Regions from separate parts of the Ovis aries genome. Here region 1 is linked to region 2. The links are chromatin contacts, called in public Hi-C maps. All regions are on one chromosome and are shown on one strand. Each heading gives the region's core, a stretch centred on a gene start, on an enhancer-like site or on the middle of the called end of the contact. The rest is flanking DNA. Distances are from core to core; before and after follow the strand shown. Region 1 holds the start of FBXW11 (F-box and WD repeat domain containing 11). Region 2 overlaps FBXW11 (F-box and WD repeat domain containing 11).

The links. Hi-C and Micro-C count contacts between places; a contact is called where the count stands out from the background.
Region 1: a Hi-C map of liver shows a contact between it and region 2, with 3 times the contacts expected there. The contact joins the promoter of FBXW11 here to the enhancer-like site in region 2. A contact is called at or near these places in 7 of 16 Hi-C or Micro-C datasets (blood, hypothalamus, liver and 3 more).

What each region holds. Positions count from the first base shown.
Region 1 is chr16:3,975,423-3,978,218 of ARS-UI_Ramb_v3.0, forward strand. It overlaps FBXW11 (F-box and WD repeat domain containing 11), which reads right to left and starts at 1,415. Exons shown (of 14, transcript XM_042233672.2): 1 at 1,203-1,415. It overlaps LOC105602450 (a long non-coding RNA gene), which reads left to right and starts at 1,679. Exons shown (of 3, transcript XR_009596741.1): 1 at 1,679-1,855.
Region 2 is chr16:3,891,990-3,894,708 of ARS-UI_Ramb_v3.0, forward strand. All of the region lies in intron 2 of FBXW11 (F-box and WD repeat domain containing 11), which reads right to left. Among named protein-coding and RNA genes, the nearest start is that of FBXW11, 83 kb to the right of the region's middle. Within about 2 kb of position 1,437, at least 13 of the 54 cell types and tissues checked have an H3K27ac peak or open chromatin away from gene starts, as enhancers often do. A contact at or near this core is called in liver, where this site is marked.

The sequences.
Region 1 (2,796 bases), core at 165-2,664, 83 kb after region 2:
CTTCTCAACCCTACGGTAGAAGAGGTTACTGTTTGGAGAGATACAAAGACACTGTCAAGGTTTCCACAGGAAGAAAACCTGGGCATGTTCATTTGCTGAGGCAAAGACTTCCCCCTCCCAACTCTCTAGAGCCCAGTTTGATTTCCCTAATGTTCAAACTGGCAGTAACAGCTGCCATATTCTACTTTTTGCGCCAAATCATCCACCAAGTAGCAAATTTTTCGTTTCCACTAGCCACTCTCTCGTGGTCCTGTTTCTAAAAACCCATTCTGGATCCAAGTCCTAAGGCGGAAGGGGGCTGGGGTGTTGGTGGGTTCAGAGAGTCTGGCCTGGCTACCAAAGGTTTCTAAACAGAAGAGAGATCGCTTCCCCTGGGCCGTAGGCTCCCCTCTCCTTTTTTTTCTAGAAGAAAGAACTGGCGGCAGTGATGAGGACAGCCCCTCCCCCCTCCTCCCCAATTTTCCCAAAGCAGCTCAGGAAAACGTGAAGTTACAGTTTCTCTTTCCAGGGAGATGGAATCCAGAGTACCTACGGCCTTGCTCTGCAAACATCCCTCTCGGCCGAGTAGGAAACCCTTTGTCCGAGAAGCCGGACACCACAGGGGGCCGGGAAAGAGGCCCCTTTTCGGTCACAGCCTCCAACCCGAAAGCTCTCCACCTCCTCCCCCATAGGGCCGATGCCGGCATCAATACAGCCCTAGGTCGAGACGAGGGTGCTGAGACCCCTTCCGGGATGCGGAGGCTACGGCCCTGGAGATCTACTCAGTACCCTCTCCCATCACCATCTCACTCGGCCTGAGTGGGGCTGGCAAGAGCGATGCAGGCCTGGACTGGAGAAACAGAGAAGGGAAAAAAAAAAAACAAAACCTTCTAAAGAGGGAACCGGGATGCTAGAGTGAGTGTGAGCTAAGGCCACAGCCTAAGCCAGCGAGGGTCGTTCGAGGGACGGGCCCGGAGATAGAAGGGAGGGAGGGTGGGAGGAAAACCGAGGGGCATGGAGGGGGCCGGGCCGGGTCCGGCCTGTGAGCTCGAGGGATCCGGAGGAACCGCGCCGGGCCAGAGGCCAGGCAAGGCGGGGGGCCCAGGTCCGGGCCGAGGCAGCAGGGAAGGGCCAGGGCTGGCCTCGCGCCGGACGTTGAGGTGGGCAGGCCCGCCCGGGGCCGGTCGGACGGAAGAACGGACGGTCCAGCGGGCCGCACTCACCATGAGCTCGATGGTCTTGTCCTCAATCACCGAGTCGGGCTCCATGGCGGCCCCGGCGGCCCCGCCTCGCTCTCCCCGCGCAGCAGCGAACGGCCCGGGCGGAGGAGGCGACGGCGGAGGCGGCAGAGGCGGAGGCGGCTCTCGCACCCACTCTCGCTGCCAGCCCGCCCGGGCCGCCGGCAGCTCCGCCCTCCCCCTCGGCGAACGCAGTACGCAGAGCGAGGACTACAGCTCCCGGCAGGCGCCGCGAGCGACGCAGAGCGTTGTGGGGACGAGAGTCCGGCAGCAGGCCACTCTCTCCCGGCTGCTCGAAGCGGAATTCGGAGCGGAAAGCAGCACTGGACTGTGAATGCGAGACCTGCAGACCTGAAGATTTAAGGGCTCTCTCAAAGTGGGGCCTGGGCAGCGGCCCAACTACATGTCCCAGAAAGCCCTGCTCTCGGGTTCTCCTTCCGGCTGCCTGCTCCTGACTTCCTGGCAGCCCGAGGCTACCCGGACCGGCACCGAAACTCCGAGGCAACTCTTCACTTGTCAGAGATACTGCGACCGATTTCCGCACATGCGCGCTCGATGTCTGCAGCGCCCACTCGACGCTGAAGTAGCGGCGCGACTGGTCCGCTAGCGTTTACGATAGGGTGAGGTGTGGACGACAGGTGGGTTCGACGTGCGACAGGAGGGGGTGGTCTTGGGGCTCAGGCGTGGGAGAGCGGCCCACGAACGGCAGAATCTCAGGCAGACGGGTAGGCGTCCTAGGCGTGTCGGAAAGTTAGTAGGGGAGGAGAAGGTTTATGGTCTATATACACCACGTACCGGGAGGAACTGAGAAATGAAAGGGGATCCGTGTATATTGAGCCCCTTTCATTGATTTGTTCAGAAAATATGTTTCCAAACTTCCAGCCTCTGCTGGGTACCAGGGTAGGCACTGGAAATTCAACTCTGAACCTTACAGACAAGGCCTCTCTGCTGAAGGAGCTTAATTCCAGGGAGGGGAAGACAGGCATTAATCGCAGGAGTGACAGGTGCTAAGAAGGAATACAGCTGGAGACGCCTTCCAGTGAATTCTGCCTTCAGCTCTGTGTGAACGTTGTCGTCTGTCAGTACCCTCTAACAAAGGGGAGCAAAGGCACACCCATAGCTGAACAAGTGGAGTTTACTACTGGGTGCGGGAAGGGAGGACACACACCACGAAGAACCGTAGAGCATCTCAGAAGGAGTTGTCAGGTGGTTTGGAAGAGGGTTTAAGGAAGTGGGGCTTTATTCTAGATAAGATGCTGTCAGGAAGTGGGGTAATTCTCTGATTGGCTATCCCAATAAACCTTACCTAGAAAGAAAGAATGCTAGAATGAGGCTAAAACTCTAATTGGTAGAGAAGCAGGAGTCCCTCATTAGCCAGGCTGGGGGATGTTTGGTCATTTTTTATGGTTTGGACAATGTATATGTTTTATCTGTGTTCAAATGTAATTAAGGAGGGGTATTGCTTTTGTATTGCTCTGTCATGGTCTCAGAATGGCTTTGTCTACCGTTAATTGTTCTCTGAAATTATATTTAACAGAGGAACACAAAGCCAGCTAAGACGGCCAGGTTTATCATCTCA
Region 2 (2,719 bases), core at 187-2,686:
CCCCTCCACGTGAAAGCCACTGCTCTAGGGGTGTGAGCGCCTAAACTCACCTTCCTGGGAAAATACACTAAAAAACACTGCCATCTCAGTTCTGGCCTTTCTCTTCAGGCTTCTTTCCTTTGACCCCTGTGTCAATATGTGATTTCTTTAAACACAGTTTAATCTACGGTCAAGTAATTCATGGAGTACACATGTATCTAAATTCTGGGATAAATCCTGCTTGCCATTCAATTCCTATACAGGAAACCTTGATATAAGAAGTTCTTTATACTAGAGATTCTTGGGCTTTGGGGTATGCATGAGGGTGATACATATCATGAAGTCATACACGGAAGTGTGTATACATTCCTCCAGAAAGATCCAGTTTTCATTAGATCTTGAAGGTGTCTCAAATGTGATAAAATAACAAAGCATGTCTTTGACCAAACAGGAGGCCAGGGTGGATGGAGCCTAGGTTCATGTGCTTCACTTTGATTTAAAGTTCTCCCAGTAATTTTTATGTCTATCTCTGCTTTAAAATTACTGCTATGGCAAAATGATGTAGTCCATGTAGTACCACCATCCTAAGGAAATAGCACTGATACCTCTGTTAACAGACTCTGCCCCAACACGAGGTATTTCCAAACTACCAAATACCATGAGAATCTAATATCTGTTCCTTCTCTTATAAAAGGACTTCCCTTGTGGCTCAGACGGTAAAGCGTCTGCCTACAATGCAGACGACCTGGGTTCAATCCCCGGGTCAGGAAGGTCCTCTGGAGAAGGAAATGGCAATCCACTCCAGTGCTCTTGCCTGGAAAACCCCGTGGATGGAGGAGCGTGGTAGGCTACAGTCCACGGGGTCGCAAAGAGTCGGACACGACTGAGCACCTTCACTTGGTCACTTTCAGGAGAAGATGCCAAAATGAAAATGCTCCTCTCAAGCTACACTAACCAGAAGATCATTTCCAAAGAGTATTCCAGGTTAACACAAGCGATGCTCAGAGAGAACAGGATCCTATGGCCTAATTATGTTTGACAAACGTGGTGCGTCACATGAGCGGTGCCCCGACCCCACTCCCAGAGACGATGGCACACCTCATCAAGACACTAGAGGTGAGCTCTGCAAAGCAACTATCCTTCGATAAAAAATAAGTTGATCAGAAAAGAGACACTAAAGATATCTCTTTAGTAATACCTCTTAGTTAAAAAGTGAGGCTAGGTTAGTTTAACCTAGCTTTCCCAAATTTGTTGGATATGGCCACCCCCTTTCACAAGCTCTTAATAAGAGCGCTGCACAACCCTGACTAGGGCAGTAACACGGCATGACCCCCCTCCTCCGATTTCACCAGACAAACCCTTTCTGGGGGCAAAGGGAATGTCCACTTTGCTACACACAATGCATTCCTCTCCTGTTTCCAGTCACCTCCCCAGCCTGCCACATGGGGTTAGTCTCTAGAAAGGCGAGGCAGGCTCTAAGCAGTGATTCATCTCTGCCAGTAGGTGCCACCAACTAACACAGAATATGCTTCACTTGGAAAATTCTCTACTTTAAAGAGTTACATAAGAGGAATCAACTTCCTACTTTTAAAATGCTACAAATTCTGCATTCTGGCTTCATGGTAAATGCTTATCAGTGTAAGATTCATATCAGAAACATCTTTACTCCTGAGGTAAAGCAAAAACAGAAACCAAAGCAAAACTGCAAACCTCAGGAAAGGCCTCAGAAAACATGGGGGCCTTCTACCGTTCTCTCCTGTGGTTTTAAATTTTTGGATTTAAGAAATTAAGGGCAACAGATTCATGGTGCAAAATGCTATCAGACAGCTTTATTTAGTCCCTGCACCAGGCTTGTTTCCTACATTATCTTTTGCTCTTCAGAAAAAATATGAAAGTAGATATTCCAATTTTACAGAAGAAATTGAGGGTCAGAGAAAGAAGTAACTGGCTAAGAGTTACCCAGTAAATAAGAAACGTGGGGCTCAGATCTAGGTCTGCTGTACTCAGAAATAAATGAACTTTCTATACAGAAAAATACTTCTCTCAGGTGTTTTCCAACTGCTGGCTGTAGCCTATGAAATCAATTTAATGGGCTATAACCAGCATTTTTTTAATAAAACGAAATTGAATCCGGGCATTCCCCTGCCCACAATGGTAAGCATAACAAAAATCACACAAAAAGGCTAAAGGCAATAAGCAAAAACATGTTAACAGGAAAAATCAAATTAAAAGGAAAGCGAAAGTCATTACTGCAAGGAGAGCAATACTCAAGTTAAACCAATAAATAACACACAGGGCTTTAAACCTCTCTAAAAGGCAAAAATCTATAAAAAGGATAATGTGTACTTTTATATAATGAATAAAATTCCAAAAAGTACAAAAAAATTAGAAATATTAAATAAACACCTTTTCACCTTCGACACATCAAACAGACCAACCAACAAACAACACTTGATTTTCCACGAACATTAAAAAAATAAAAAATAAAAAAAGACAGCACATCGAGCCAGAGGAGAAATCTCAAACACAGTCAGGGAGCAGGAGGAGGTGACACGTTTGAGATCAGACCAAGCAGAGAAGCCTAGGTTTAGTCTGCCAATTAGTACTTGCATAAACTAGAGATAAATACATGGAGCAATGACTGTCACAGGCACATCAAACACCTTCGAGTTGTCCCCCCCTAACCTAGCCTACAATTCTTCCCCTTAGTGTTACCCAACATACTGCTGGAGAACGAGAT